Regions from separate parts of the Mus musculus genome. Here regions 1, 3 and 4 are each linked to region 2. The links are chromatin contacts, called in public Hi-C, HiChIP or PLAC-seq and promoter capture Hi-C maps. All regions are on one chromosome and are shown on one strand. Each heading gives the region's core, a stretch centred on a gene start, on an enhancer-like site or on the middle of the called end of the contact. The rest is flanking DNA. Distances are from core to core; before and after follow the strand shown.

Region 1 (3,461 bases), core at 402-2,901, 290 kb after region 2:
TACTCAGTGAGACCCTGCGTCCAAAACAAACCCCTTAAAACTAAGGGCAACCCCCTATCTTCCCCCTAGAAATGCCTGGCCATTAGAAACCTGTACTGGCACTGAGGACTACGGAAAAGCCAATGGCACCTCTCTCTACCAGACAACATGGAAACTTAGATGTGTTTCTTACATACACACACTTTTACACTAATTATTATGGTTGGAAATAACAAACCCTAGCTCCCCAAACAGCATGAACTAAAATACCATTTCTAGTCCAATGAGTCTTTAAAAATCCTGCACAGAGAGAGCAGATCTAATCAGTCAGCTACTCCTCTGTGCTCAGCTACTTTCCCAAGTAATAAATATCCATCAGCCCAATGATCAGTTTCTTTAAAGCCTCTAAACTGCACACATCACACAAGTTTTTCATGTAGTGGCCTCACGGCTAAAGTAGCATAGCTTCACCAAGGAGACTGCCAAACTCTACAGTTCAGTGTAAATGCACAGACTAGAGTGTTCCAGGAAAGTCAGGAGAACCCCCAACTACGCTAACTCTCAAATCCGGACTTCTGTGGAAAAGTGAATCTGAGCGCCCAGGGACGGAAGAGGGAGGCTAACACAGAACCCAGTTCACCTGGCTGATCCCTTCACCAGGGGCTCCAAGCTGACAATCCCAGAGGTGCAAGACCAGAACTTAAGCAAAGTGGAAAACCTGCAGGGGGTAGGAAGGTGTGAGCTCACGTCCACAACTCGGGATTAAATAGATTTACATCAGGACAGTGCAGAAGTGTTTTTGCTAAACCGCTAATGAGTAGCCCTGGAGACTGTCAGCAACCTACTCCCCCTTCATCACTAAACCTAAGGACAGCTGCGGTCAAGGGAAGCCGACAAGGGCCAGGGATGGTGCACACAGCCCGGACCAAAACTATCTTCCCTCAAGGGGCCAACAAGAACGCAGCACCCCTGGGGCGTGTCTACTTCCAGGTCTAACCTCTAAGGCCTTGAGATCCCTAGCCAGCTCCTCTGGATCCACTCCTGGAAAAAAAGAAAAGTGGACCTTCTCAGAGGGGGTCCGCAAGCCTGGGGTCTTTGGGAAGAGAAGAGAACGCGGCTCTAGAGCCCCCACGGGAGGTAGGAGGGAATTGACGATTCGGATCCACTGAGTCTCGAAAACTATGAAAGTCAAAAAGGACAGCATGCAGCCTTTCCTGTCTCGCCTCACACCCCTAGTTCGTGTTCACCGGTCAGGCTTGGCTCTCACCACGGCGGTCACAGAGTGTGGGGAGGACGGAAATGGAAGGCAAGAGTCTGCAAAGCGCCCCATGAGTGCGTCCGCGTGGGACTCGTCCGCTCCGGCCGCCCTTCGGGCCTCCCGGGCTCCGCCCGCCGGCGCGTGGCCCCCCGCGCGCGGACTAGAAGTTTCGAGCGGCGCGGCCCCGCGCGCTCGGCCCCAGCGCGGCCTGACAGGGGTAGGCGCGGCCACCGACCCGTGTCCCAACCGTCGCGGCGCACCCCTCACCTCGGCCGCCGTTCGCCTCGGGTCCCACTGAGCACGCCGCCCCGGCCGGGCTGCGACTCCGACCCCTTCCCGTTCCGCTCCAACCGAGCTCCCCGGCCCTGCCCAGACCCGCCGCAGCCGCTTCTGCCGCCAGCCGCGACCGCGCCGCCCCCGCCGCGCCCGCTGTGCTCGCCCTATTGGTTGCCTGCATCCAGACCCCGCCCTTCGGCCCAGCGGCGCTCCAGATTGGATAGTCTAAAGCGGAGGCGGCACGCCCCCCCAGAAGCTAAAGGAACTACCTTGGGCTAGCATTAGCGGCCTTTCCTGTCAGTCAAACGAGGAGCTACTACTTAAGCCGCTGAGAGGCCAACACGGGTCACTCCCTGGGAGACGCCCAAAGGACCGGGACTAAAGGACTTTTTTTTAAAGTGGGCCAGAGTTTTGTGGTTTCCCTAGCACCCAGAACAACTGCGGTCCCTGATCTATAATTCAGATAAGGTGGACTTTGAGAAAGTTTCCTCGGATCTGGAGAAATTGCTACTTTTCTAGAGGACCCGGATTCCATTCCAAGTACCTAGTACGTAGAGGCTTACCCTGATCTGAAATTCCAGTTGGAGGGTTATCTGTCTGACGCCCTCTTCTGGCCTTTGTTGGTACCAGGCACGCACGAGGTACAGACATGCTAACACTCATACACACAATTTTTTTTTTTTTTTAAAGAAAGTTTCCTCCAAGCCAGGGATGGTGGCGCACGCGTTTAATCCCAGCACTCAGGAGGCAGAGGCAGGTGGATCTCTGCGTTCATGGCCACTGTGGTCTACATAGTGTGTTACAGGCTAACCAAAAACACAAAAAAGAAGAGGAAGTGGGGTGGAGAGACTTCCCTCCAGAGGATGCCGATATGGCCATCAGAGCACCAGACAATATACAGACTTTCTGCTTCTCACATAGCGCTGCCAGATAGGAGGTTGGCCCTATGAGCAAAGAGAAATAATGAGCCAAAACGGCTAATACCTCGCTGAGCACTACCTCACACAGTCCCGGCCAGGAGGACAGTAAGCGATGCGTGGGTGAGGGTCTGAGAAACTGACAGCAGGTAACTTTCTGGGAACTGTATGGAGTAAAGAGTAAATGGTGGCAGACAGTGGCTAGTGTCTGTAATCCCAGTACTCAAGAGGCGGATACAGGAGAATGGCTGAGAGCTCCAGGCAGCCTACGCAACCGAGTAATTGGAAGAAAGAAAGAAAAAAAGGTAAGGTCAGCCTGGAATATATAGTAAGACCCTGCCTCAACCTCCCTGCAAACAAAACAAAACAGAAAAGGCAGATGTAGTAGGTAGCACTTGGAAGGTAGAACAGGAGGGTCAGGAGTTCAAGGTCATCCCCAGCTACACAGGAAGTCCAGTTTTCAGGCTGGACATAGTGGTACCTGCCTGTAATCTCAGCATTTAGGAGGTAGAGGCAGAAAGATCAGGAATTCACAGTCATCCTCAACTGCATAGAGAGTTCAGGTCAGCCTAAGCTATATGAGACCTTGCCCCTCCCCCACCCAGAAAATATAAAATAACCTCCCCCACTCATATCCTTACAGTGACCAACATTTTCAATATGTATTTATTTATGTATTTATTTAATTACCCAGAGGCTAGCTGTATTGCCTGTAAAATACCCTTTTAACAATGATGTCTGTGACTCCTTCAAGAAAAAAAAAATCATCTCAGTAATTCCAATGTCTAGAAGTAGAGATAGCCAGGCATGGTGGTACATGCCTTTAATCCCAGCTCTCAGGAGGCAGAGGCTGGCAGAGCTCTGTGAGTTCAAGTCCAGCCTGGTTTGCATAGTGAGATTCAGGACAGCCAAGGCTACATATCCAGACTCTGTCTCAACAAAACAAAACAAAAGAATACAAGGTGGGGGGGAGCAGCTGGCAAGTGTTCGGTGAACCTAGCAAAGACAAGGGGCAACAATATCAAACACAG
Region 2 (3,174 bases), core at 29-2,528:
TCACTCTGGGGTTTGTTTTGTTTTTTTTTGCCTTGGGCCAGAATGCTCCTTAGATGGTCCATACTGGACTGGTCACTCTCGCAAGAGCAAATGCCATGGCAAGAAGGCTGTCTTCACTAGGAGCCCTGAATCTTGCAGAGAGGAGAGAGGGCACCCTCCAAGACAGGCGCTGGCCTATTCTTGTCATACCCAAAGAGCTGGACACCTCAAGGGTATGTTTGTGTAACTGAGACTGGTCACAGTTCACATGGATGCTCTTAAGAAATCAGGGAGGAGCTGGACGGTGGTGGCCCACACCTTTAATCTGGCACTGGAGAGGCAGAGGCAAGTGGATCTCTGTGAGTTTGAGGGCAGCCTGGTCTACAGTGCATTCCAGGGCTACATTGAGAAACCCTGTCTCAAAAAAGAAAAAAAAAAAGAAAAAAAAGGAAATGAGGAGAGTGAGCTCTAGGATTGTGGAAGGGGCCTTGGTCGATCCAGTAACAGTGAGAGAGCAGATTTATAGACGTTAGACGGTCCCAGCATCCTCAGTGCCCTGGGCTGATGGCCAAGTCTAAGTGACACTTCTTTAGTGACAGTGCAGCTCTGTGAGTAACAAGAATGGCCAGGGCTTTTCTAGGTGACAGCTGGAAAGATCCTGGCCAACTACTGCCTTGTTTATGGCAAGAAGATGCACCCAACCCCTGTAGGGACACCCTACACATTTCTCCCATACACACACGCACCCCAAAGTACTCTTCCTGCCAGCTCACTCGTGTCCACTATTCAGGCCTGCATGTCTTCACACCCACACTCTCATTTCTCACACACGCCGCTGTCGGTTCCTCCACGCACACACCAGTGCACCTACGGTTCACACTTCACGTTCCCATTTACAAAAACCCTCGCACCTTTCACATCCCCCACGGGCGCAGGCACTTCAACTTTCTCACACTCACAAGTCACGCCCACTCAGGCGGGCGCGCACGTCACTCATTCCCTATTCTCATTCGCGCACACCCAACAGGGTCCTCAATGTCCACCCCGCGCTCGGGGCTCCCCCTTGGCCTGAGGCCGGGCCAGAGTGGCGCGGCCACTAGCCAGGGCGTGAGTCACGGTCTGCAAGGGGCCGGGTGGGGCGCGGGGCTCGTGAACCGGTGCTGGGCGCCCCGGATCGTACGGTATCCCCACGGTGCAAGCCTGGGGACCCCAGACCCATGCCGCCTACCGTGCTCAGCTGGGCCCCCATGGTGGCGAAGAAGAGACGGTGGCCTCACGCACGGTTCTACACCCGCTACTCAGCCGGCCGCTCCCCCAACAACCCGCCTCGGTCTCAACACCTCGGAGGCGGGGACGCCCTGCGGAGCCAGTCAGGAGCGCGGAGGTGGGCGGATAGGGGGCGGAGACTCCCAGTGTCCCCGCCCACTTCCGCTTGTGAAGACGGGAGTGCGCGCTGAGTGGCTGACGGCGCTGCACGGAAGAGGCTCGGCGAGAGACTGGCTACTGTGGCGCCTCTGTGTGGCTTCGGGAGGTAGCTTGTGGCTTCTGGGCCTGTTTTGTCCTGGTGAAGAGAACAAGATGTCGCCCCCGTGATGGGCTCTCAAATCCTGAGCCTTCGGTCCTGGGAGCCTGCCGGAGCTGATTGTGCTGGCCAGGGCTCTACCCGCTCACGGGGCGTGTTGCCAACACCGCTGGCTACAGAGTTCAGGCTACAGCCCTGCCCTGCCCCATTTTCAAGCCTGCGAACCAGTCGTTCCTTCCTGAACAAATCTCCAAACGTACTGAGGCCAGTTCCGGATTAAAGTTCAGGTGTCACCTCTTTAGCTAGGCCAGCTCTGGCCCTGTGCTCCCTCCAAGGGACGCCACTAGTGCAGAACGGTCTTTGTAGCGCTTCAGTTATCCTGCCTGTTTATTCACGATGCTCTGCGCCCACGTACCCATTCCACTAGATGGTGGGGCTTCCCCAAGCCAGGAGTCTGCAGTCAGTTCTCTGTGTACCCGGACCTCAGAACAGAGCCTATCACATACTCTATAAACACTCGTATGTCCCTGGCATTCCGGAGTTTTCTTCAACCTGGTCCTGGCCAGATAGGGAATGGAAGACTGCTCTGAGAGCGGCAGAGTGAGGAAGAGACTTGCTGCCTAAAAATTGAGAACTATTAACCAAACTCTTCAATACCGGAACACTTGATGACCCAAGCGTTCAATACCGGAAGAGGCAGGTGGATCTGTGAGTGTTCCAGGCTACACGGTGAGACTGCTAGTTACTTTTCTGTTGCTGTGGTAAAACACCATGACCGAAGGCAACTTTAGGGAAGATGGAGTTTATTGTGTCTCACAGTTCCAGGAGGATAAGAGCCCATTATAGCTGGAAGGCATGGCCGGCCACAAGCAGCAGGAAAACCTGGCTCGGGGAGAAGGATGCTGAGAGATAACACTGTACCTTAAGTGGGAACCTGAGAGAGAGCTGGAAGTGGGGCCAGGCTATAGGCTCTCAAAGCCACCCCAGGCACATTTCTTCATCCAGCAAGACCACACACCTCCGTACCTCCCCACAAACCATCACAAATTGGGGACTAAACGTTCAAATACACGTGCCTATGAGGGCCATTTCTTATTCAAACCACCACAGAGACCCTGTCTCAAATAAATAAATAAGGAGCAATGGTCAGCACATCTGTGATTCCAGAATTTGGATAGTGGAGGCAAGGGTTCAAGGTTATCTGACCCTGGCTACAGATTGACTTGAGGTCAGCCTATGCTACATGAGTCTCCGTCTCAAAGAAACAAACAAGTGAAAAAAAAAAAAAATCAGGAGCTAGGCTGTGGAAGGGCACCTACTACCCTGGGATATGAGGCTGGATCTAATATCAGTTAAGTATTATTCTGCTTTTAATCTCAGCACTTGGGAGGCTGAGACAGGAGGATCACAGACACAAGCCAGTCTGTTCTACAGAGTAAGACCTTTGTTTCAAAAGGGGTGAGGGTGGATATGGGGGCTCCTCTTGTGTCTAGAAGTAAGGAACCTATGCAATGTGTACCAGAGGTCTGAACTGTGGTCTTCACGCTTGCGCAGAGAGCACAGCTCCTGTTACCATCAGAGCCATCTTCCCAGCCTTCCCTGTTGCCTTCCTTAGGGTCCTTACTGACTGGCCATCTCCTTTCTCTCTGGCTGAACCTCCTCACAGTTGCTTC
Region 3 (3,329 bases), core at 135-2,634, 270 kb before region 2:
TTTTAGGACAGTTTAGAATTCTTTGGCCTAAGTCCATACATTGTTTTTGTTTTTAACGTAAATGTTAGCTTCCTTTCCTCTCTAAGTTAAAACTTAATAAAGGCAATTCTCCTACTATCTTACCTATGTAAGATCTCTCATATACATACGTACATACATACACACTCACAAACTACCACAGTAAAGCTTTATAGTAATTTTTTCATAAGCCATAAAACAAGCATAATACATACTTGAGTGTGAGAGGTGCTTCTAATTCAAGTAACTGGCACTTTTTCAAATCATACAGTAAACATGAGGTCATAATTCAAGTCCTAATAAAAAATTCCAAATAACTCATATGTATAATCTTAAGTGTCTCCTTATGTGACAGGCATGATTTTAACTAATATAAAAGAAAACCTTCTTTTAACACATACACAAGATAAACATTATGAGCCCATTTTGCCATCCACGTTTAAAGACCATTAAGGCTATACAGACCAAAATTTTTTAAAAAATGATCTAAAAAAACCATAGTGAGCTATATTTTATGGGGAATTGAGCAAAAACAAAAAAACAAACAAAAACAAAACAAAACAAAGTCTTCCACAAACAAGAGCAAAATCCAAGTTGGTCTAAGAGTACTTACCATTCAAAAGCATATGGCCCAGGGCCCTCACACACCAGAAAATCAGTAAAACTAACGGGTTCTTCAGCATCTGCCAGGGAAGTACCCTGCTACCACTAGGAATAAACCGGGGATGCAAACCATTTACTGCATCCTGAGGTGGATATTAATTCTGCAAGCCTACTACATCGCATAGCTAATTCTACTTTATCCCTACTCCAAGACTGAAATTGGAATTTGAAGTTAGCCAAGTAAGAGTCACCTAAAAGATCTTGAAATAGCATCCCTTCCCCACGTGGAAAGGGCTTCCAACAAAAACAGACCCAATCATCGCATCCATATTTCCCAATTAGCCAGTGCTTTTTCGGAAAACTCTTATCACAAAGGAAAAAAAAAAAGCATAATAATGTGCATTCAACATAAGCTAGACTGCTATTAATAGTGTGCGTTTTCTCTTCAGAAGCACAGAAAAGCACTGGGAATTGAGCACAAACTACCCTGACCAAGTTACTTCTCAAGCCAGTGAGGCGCATCTTACATCTCTCAGTAAAGTTCCTATGATCAAAATGAGAGCGAGCACAAAACCGGAGTGGAAGAACCACCAAACCAAACTCAAATAAACCTTCGAAATGTCTGGCCTGCAAGGGAGTCTTTAACAGAAGTGTAATTGAGGCATGAGAGGGTAGGTAACTTGCCCAGGGCTACAGTTTATTTGGTGGCCAAGCTGGAAGTGCATTCCAGGCCTCCTAGATCAGAATTTAGTGCCGTTTCCCCAGCTGCCAATGCCACCCCATGTAAAATCTTTTATAAAACTCTTCACTAAGGCTGTTAACATAAGGGTCCAATTATCATTCAAAGATCAGCCTGTTAGATAATAGCTCAAAAATTCCATCCATTTTTATAGCATTTACCAGAGTCATCTAATCTCTGGAGGGAGAACGCAGAGCTCGGGTAGAAACCCCTAATTCTGATTCGTCCCCAAAGGAGTTGAATACAGGCAGGCAAGCAAAACTGGTGTCCGCACCCACAAACCGTGGAGGAATCCGCAGCTCCACTGCCCCCCCCCAACACACACACACACACACACACTAAATTCCACTCCCATCCCGGCGCACTCAAGACATCCCACCTCCCGCCGCAGGCCGGATAGCAAACTCTTCTATAAGCCACCACTTTTCCGTGAGAATGAGGAAGAGAGACTCAGAGCCTCGCCTTCCCATCCCCTACCCGCGAGAAAGAGCTCCTTCGTGGACTCCGCGGGACCCTGCGCCCTGCCCTGCTCACCGCGGCGGGGGAGGGGAGAGCGCCCCACACAGGAAGTGCATCCTGCGCCCCTAGCTCGCGCCCCGCCGCCGGGTACCTGCTCTGGGCCGCCGGCAGGCGACAGGCAGCCGCATCCACATGGCCTCAGGTGTTCGCGCGGCTGCTCCGCCAGCCCCAGCCGGCCCCTCCCCGGCCCGCTCCAAGCCCGGCCCTTCACGGGTGCCTCGCCCCCAGCCCCCGGCCAAGAGGCCAGCAACGCCGGTCCCCGCGGGGCTGCCAAGAACGTGGACCCCTCAGCACCTCAGGCCGCAACGACCAGGTATCTCCGCCCGCAGCCCCAGAGCCTCCGGCCGCTCTGCCCTGACGCCGGTCCTGGCCGTTGACCCCTCGGCAGCCCACGCCGGTCCCCTCAGCCCGCTCCGCGACTCCCGAGGCTCAGCACTTGCAGGGCGGGCCGGGCCACGACCTGTGCTCCCAGCAGCCAGCCTGAGCGGCGCGGCCCGGTCCCGGCCCCTCGGGCTGCCCTTTCTCCTCAGGCCGGGCGGCGGTTACCTGCAGGAGCCCCCCGGCCCGTCCCTCGGCCTCCGCCGGCGCTGGGAGGGGAGGGGGCGGCGGCGCGGCGCGGGGTGGGGGTGGGGGTGCCTCCACCGCCTCCAGCGCGGACGCCCAGGCCGACGGCGGGGCGGGCCGGGGCCGCGGCCCCTAGAGGCTCGCTCCGGCCCGCGCGCTCGCTGGCTCACTCCCCGCTCCGGCGCGCCTCAGGGAGGGCTCCCCCGGCTGAGGCCGTGGCCGCCTCGCAGGGGCCGAAGGCGGCTCGGCTCCGGGTTTTTTCTCTCCATTCTCCCAACACACAGGAAATAACAGAGCGTCAGGTGACGGCGCGCAGCCAATGAGGCGGCTCCGGGCCCCGGCGCGCGGGCGGGCGGGAGGGCGCGCGGCGGGGCGGGGCGGGCGCAGGGGGCGGGGCCGGGGGCGGGGTGGCGCGCTGCCCACCCGCGTGTGGCAGCGTCGAGAGGCGCAGCAAGGAGACCCCCTACTCTGCGGTCCGGGACCACGCGCCCAGTGCTACCTCCAGCCCTCCGCTTAAGGCTACCTTGTGGGGTGCCCCAGAGCAACTTTCTGGGGAGTTAGTGGCACAGAACCTTCTACTGGGATTTCTGGAGTTCTCCCAGAGCCTCCAAATCCGAAGTCGCGCCTTTGGCAGCCCTTGAAGCCCGTGGCAATTTGTATAGTTACTTGAGCTGCCACCAGGGTGGCTCCCGCTTTCTTAACGTCCGCCGGGCCCAGGTGGGTAACATGGCCTGGTGTGTGCGGATGCACTCTCTGCCCATGGTGCCTACTGGGTGTTCCTGGATGAACAACAGTCTCTGACACTCAGTTTCCTCCGTTCTAAAAGCAAAGAAGCCAACCTACCTCACGTGTAAAATAGACTTCCACACCAGTAGTCTGCAGTGGT
Region 4 (3,088 bases), core at 402-2,901, 320 kb after region 2:
ACACCCTCTCTGCTTCAAAGGGCAGACGGACTCACTTCCAAATCATGCCTTAACACATGCGGGAGAGCAATGAGAATGTCCTCTTTTCCTGTGGCACTGCTGGCCAAGGTGTCAGGGCTGTGCGTTACCTCGATCAGCCAGGGCTTCAGCTTGTCATCGATGATGATGTCGTAGCCGTAGCATTCAAAGCAGTGTTTGTCGTTGTTCATCACTGGCTGCGGAGTGACCAATAGGTTATAAAACCACATCCTTAGAGACCAGAGGGACCCTCCCACACTGTGGGCTTCCTGTTACACACTTGAGCGTGCATGCACATACACACACACACTTGCACACACACATATACATCCATGCACACATATGCATGCACACACTCGAACACACACATATGCACACACATATACACACATATGCATGCACACACACAAACACACACACATACAAACACGTGTGTGCACATACACACATTTGCACACACACATATGTGCACACACACAAGTGTGTGCATGTACACAAATTTGCACACATACACATGTGCACACACATACACACAAGTGCGTGCATATACACTCATTTGCACACACATACATATATACATACACATGTGCACACACACCAGCAGGCTACCCCCTATGCCTCCCAGCCCTGTGCAACCAGGTTCAAACCAGATTATAAACCAAATAAGAAGAGTAAGCCTATTTCCTTTCTATTTCTGGATTTCCCTTGTAATTTCAATTCACCTAAATACACCTTCAATAACCTTTCCCTGCGTACTGAACAAGGGACAGGTGTTGGGAGCTGGAGAGATGGCTTAGCTGTTAAGAGCATTTCCTGCTCTTCCAGAGGACCCTAGTTCAGCTCTTGGAACCCATGTCAGATACCTCACAACCATCTCCAGCATCAGGGCCCCAATGCTTCCAGCCTCTGTGGGCACCTGCACTCATGTGCACGACCACAGGCAGACACATACACCTACGCATAGTTAAAACTAAACAAAAACACCTTCTTCAAAAGCTTGGGAGTCACCACCCAAAGAACCTAAGAGTGGGTGCCAGACTGCAGGGGGCCAGGAGAAAAGCCCTTCTGTGAGGCAACTGTGCACAAGGTGGCTCTTCTCAAGGAGGAAGATGGGTAGCCTGGGAATTTTCCATCTCTCACAGCACTATCCCACGTCCCCAGGCCTTGTGTCCTCAGGTCCCACATAAGTGGGTAGGTCTGTCAAGGACCAGCCAGCTCAGTAGCTGTTTAGACCACGCTGCCCTCAGATGTAAATGTAGTTTTTATTTACCAGATGTAACTGTCATCTCAGAGGCTGACTGCTGAATAAACTCACTCTTTCTAGCTCTTTCTGAACTCTGGCTGGCTGGTTCAACTCAGCTGTTCTGGCTCAAACAGCTCTCCCGAGTTGATTCAGACTGGCTTCTCTCCGGTTCTGCTCTGCTTGGAAAGACTGCCTCTGAACTCTAGGAACTGAACAGCTCTGACTCAACTGCTCTGCTCCTGACTGAGCGTTCAACTGAACTGCACTGATCTGATCTGATCTGATCTGATCTGAACTCCTCTGAACTGAACTGGATCACAAATGAACAAACTCAGCTTGGCTCGGCTGCACTCAAGGCACTGACTCCTGGCTGACTCACTCATGGCACTGCTCTTACACAGCTTCTCTTTCCTGTGTCACTCTTGGGTGTATACAAGGAGAGGTTCTGATACATAAGGTCTAGTTCCCTAATTGGGTCTTGATTTGTCAATAAAGAAGGTCAGGAGCCAATTGCTGGGCTGAAGGTATAGGTGGGACTTTCTGGGGGGTTCCAAGAGGAAAAGGAGACAAGGAAAGGAGAGAGGAGGTGTTTCTGCCATGCTTTGGAGGAGGAAGGATGCTGCAATCATGTACGGCCTCAAGGAGAGCTAGGGCCTGGGGCCTCCACTAAGGGCAGGTCGCCAAAGATGTTTGGCAAGGACTAGGTGGAACAAGCCCCTAAGATTAGTGCAGGAGGAGAAATGGAGATAATAAATTGGCAAGAACAGGCCTTACCAGGTGGGAGTTATCTGTGCTCAGCAATTGTGCCTAGCAGGCAAGTTCTAAAGTCATAAAACTGTCTGTGTGTCTTTTATCGGAGGATTCAAGGGTCTCTTGAGTGGGCTGGTAACGAACGTTACCCCTCCTGGAGCAAAGGCAGGTAGACAAAGAAGCCTGGTGAGAGCTAGTTGCATCCGACAGGAGCAAAGCTGGGTGGAACGAAAGGGAGCTGGGAGGGGCTGGCAGCGTGGCAGCTCCCTGAAGAGGCGGGAGTGTGTTTTTTAAAATGACATGAAACAGGTGTACCCCATCCCTGAGTCATTCTGTCAAAATACTTCTCTGATTCGTCACTTTGTCTGCCCCTCAGTTAGACAGCAGTTTCAAACACAGCTGCTTCCTTTTACAAACTAATTTTACCTTAAAGGTATATACTGAAAGGCTTCTCTGCATTCCAGCCGGATCACACAGGCCTAGGGCTCTGGATGTGACCCCTTGCCAGAGCAGCCAGATTGCTGGATTAAAATCCCTCTACATTCAGAGGGAGAACTGAGGAACTCTGGGTCCTGCAAGTGACCTCAGCTGTGGATGACTTCCTGTTCCTGATGGTAGGGGGGATGGGAGACAAGGAGACTGGCTATGGGTCAGGAGACTTTTCCTCTGGGGTCAAAATCCCCCATTTTCTTGTGAGTTATATGGAGAAACAAAGACACCACAGAGACACCATCTGCCAAGTCCTGAAAACAGGGAGGGACCAGCACAGCAATATCTATTCCTACCTTTCGCTCAAAATTAGCAGTACACCTGCCTAGAAACTACAAACCAGTGAACAAATTAAAGACCAGGTTAGGAACAAAGGAGGAGGCTATTCTCAACCATGACACAGCAATATTAAGCTGCCTGAAATGAACGCTGCTGAAACTCTCCTCCCCCACCAGGGTTGGCTGATGCTCATGCCAAAATAACCACCAAGGAAGGCTGATTGATGGTGGAGAGGCAGAGGCAGGCAGATTATCTGTGAGCTCCAGACCACCCTGGTCTACACAACATACTCCAGGCCATCCTGGTCTA

What was found. Hi-C and Micro-C count contacts between places; a contact is called where the count stands out from the background. HiChIP or PLAC-seq counts read pairs in DNA pulled down with a chosen protein or histone mark. Capture Hi-C pulls out chosen DNA fragments and counts their contacts.
Region 1: a contact with region 2 is called in a Hi-C map of CD8 T cells, with 2.5 times the contacts expected there. The contact joins the promoter of Pacsin2 here to the promoter of Cyb5r3 in region 2. A contact is called at or near these places in 6 of 39 promoter capture datasets (the 3T3-L1 cell line, the HPC-7 cell line, cranial neural crest and 3 more), 1 of 15 datasets of contacts at CTCF or cohesin (the NIH/3T3 cell line), 5 of 484 Hi-C or Micro-C datasets (CD4 T cells, CD8 T cells, cranial neural crest and 2 more), 4 of 115 datasets of contacts at active chromatin or transcription factors (astrocytes, extraembryonic endoderm stem cells, forebrain and 1 more) and 2 of 9 other capture datasets (adipose tissue and liver).
Region 3: a contact with region 2 is called in a promoter capture Hi-C map of adipose tissue. The contact joins the promoter of Tbrg3 here to the promoter of Cyb5r3 in region 2. A contact is called at or near these places in 2 of 39 promoter capture datasets (liver and pre-B cells), 4 of 484 Hi-C or Micro-C datasets (CD4 T cells, embryonic stem cells, natural killer cells and 1 more), 2 of 115 datasets of contacts at active chromatin or transcription factors (effector CD8 T cells and memory CD8 T cells) and 2 of 9 other capture datasets (adipose tissue and liver).
Region 4: a contact with region 2 is called in an H3K27ac HiChIP or PLAC-seq map of trophoblast stem cells, with 12 read pairs. The contact joins the enhancer-like site here to the promoter of Cyb5r3 in region 2. A contact is called at or near these places in 4 of 39 promoter capture datasets (the C10 cell line, cranial neural crest, hippocampal neurons and 1 more), 1 of 15 datasets of contacts at CTCF or cohesin (the NIH/3T3 cell line), 3 of 484 Hi-C or Micro-C datasets (bone marrow-derived DN3 thymocytes, bone marrow-derived macrophages and embryonic stem cells), 10 of 115 datasets of contacts at active chromatin or transcription factors (embryonic basal ganglia, embryonic stem cells, extraembryonic endoderm stem cells and 6 more) and 1 of 9 other capture datasets (adipose tissue).

The regions. Positions count from the first base shown.
Region 1 is chr15:83,462,955-83,466,415 of GRCm38.p6, forward strand. Pacsin2 (protein kinase C and casein kinase substrate in neurons 2) reads right to left here and starts at 1,652. Exons shown (of 11, transcript NM_001159509.1): 1 at 1,505-1,652.
Region 2 is chr15:83,170,905-83,174,078 of GRCm38.p6, forward strand. It overlaps Cyb5r3 (cytochrome b5 reductase 3), which reads right to left and starts at 1,279. Exons shown (of 9, transcript NM_029787.3): 1 at 1,208-1,279. The coding sequence starts at 1,228.
Region 3 is chr15:82,897,077-82,900,405 of GRCm38.p6, forward strand. It overlaps Tbrg3 (transforming growth factor beta regulated gene 3), which reads right to left and starts at 1,385. Exons shown (of 1, transcript NR_027799.1): 1 at 1-1,385. The region is part of intron 1 of Tcf20 (transcription factor 20); the gene reads right to left. Gm20324 (predicted gene, 20324) reads left to right here and starts at 2,004. Exons shown (of 4, transcript NR_045068.1): 1 at 2,004-2,192.
Region 4 is chr15:83,492,415-83,495,502 of GRCm38.p6, forward strand. Ttll1 (tubulin tyrosine ligase-like 1) reads right to left here. Exons shown (of 12, transcript NM_178869.4): 10 at 129-215. Among named protein-coding and RNA genes, the nearest start is that of Gm52181, 16 kb to the left of the region's middle. Within about 2 kb of position 1,652, at least 29 of the 459 cell types and tissues checked have an H3K27ac peak or open chromatin away from gene starts, as enhancers often do. A contact at or near this core is called in bone marrow-derived macrophages and trophoblast stem cells, where this site is marked.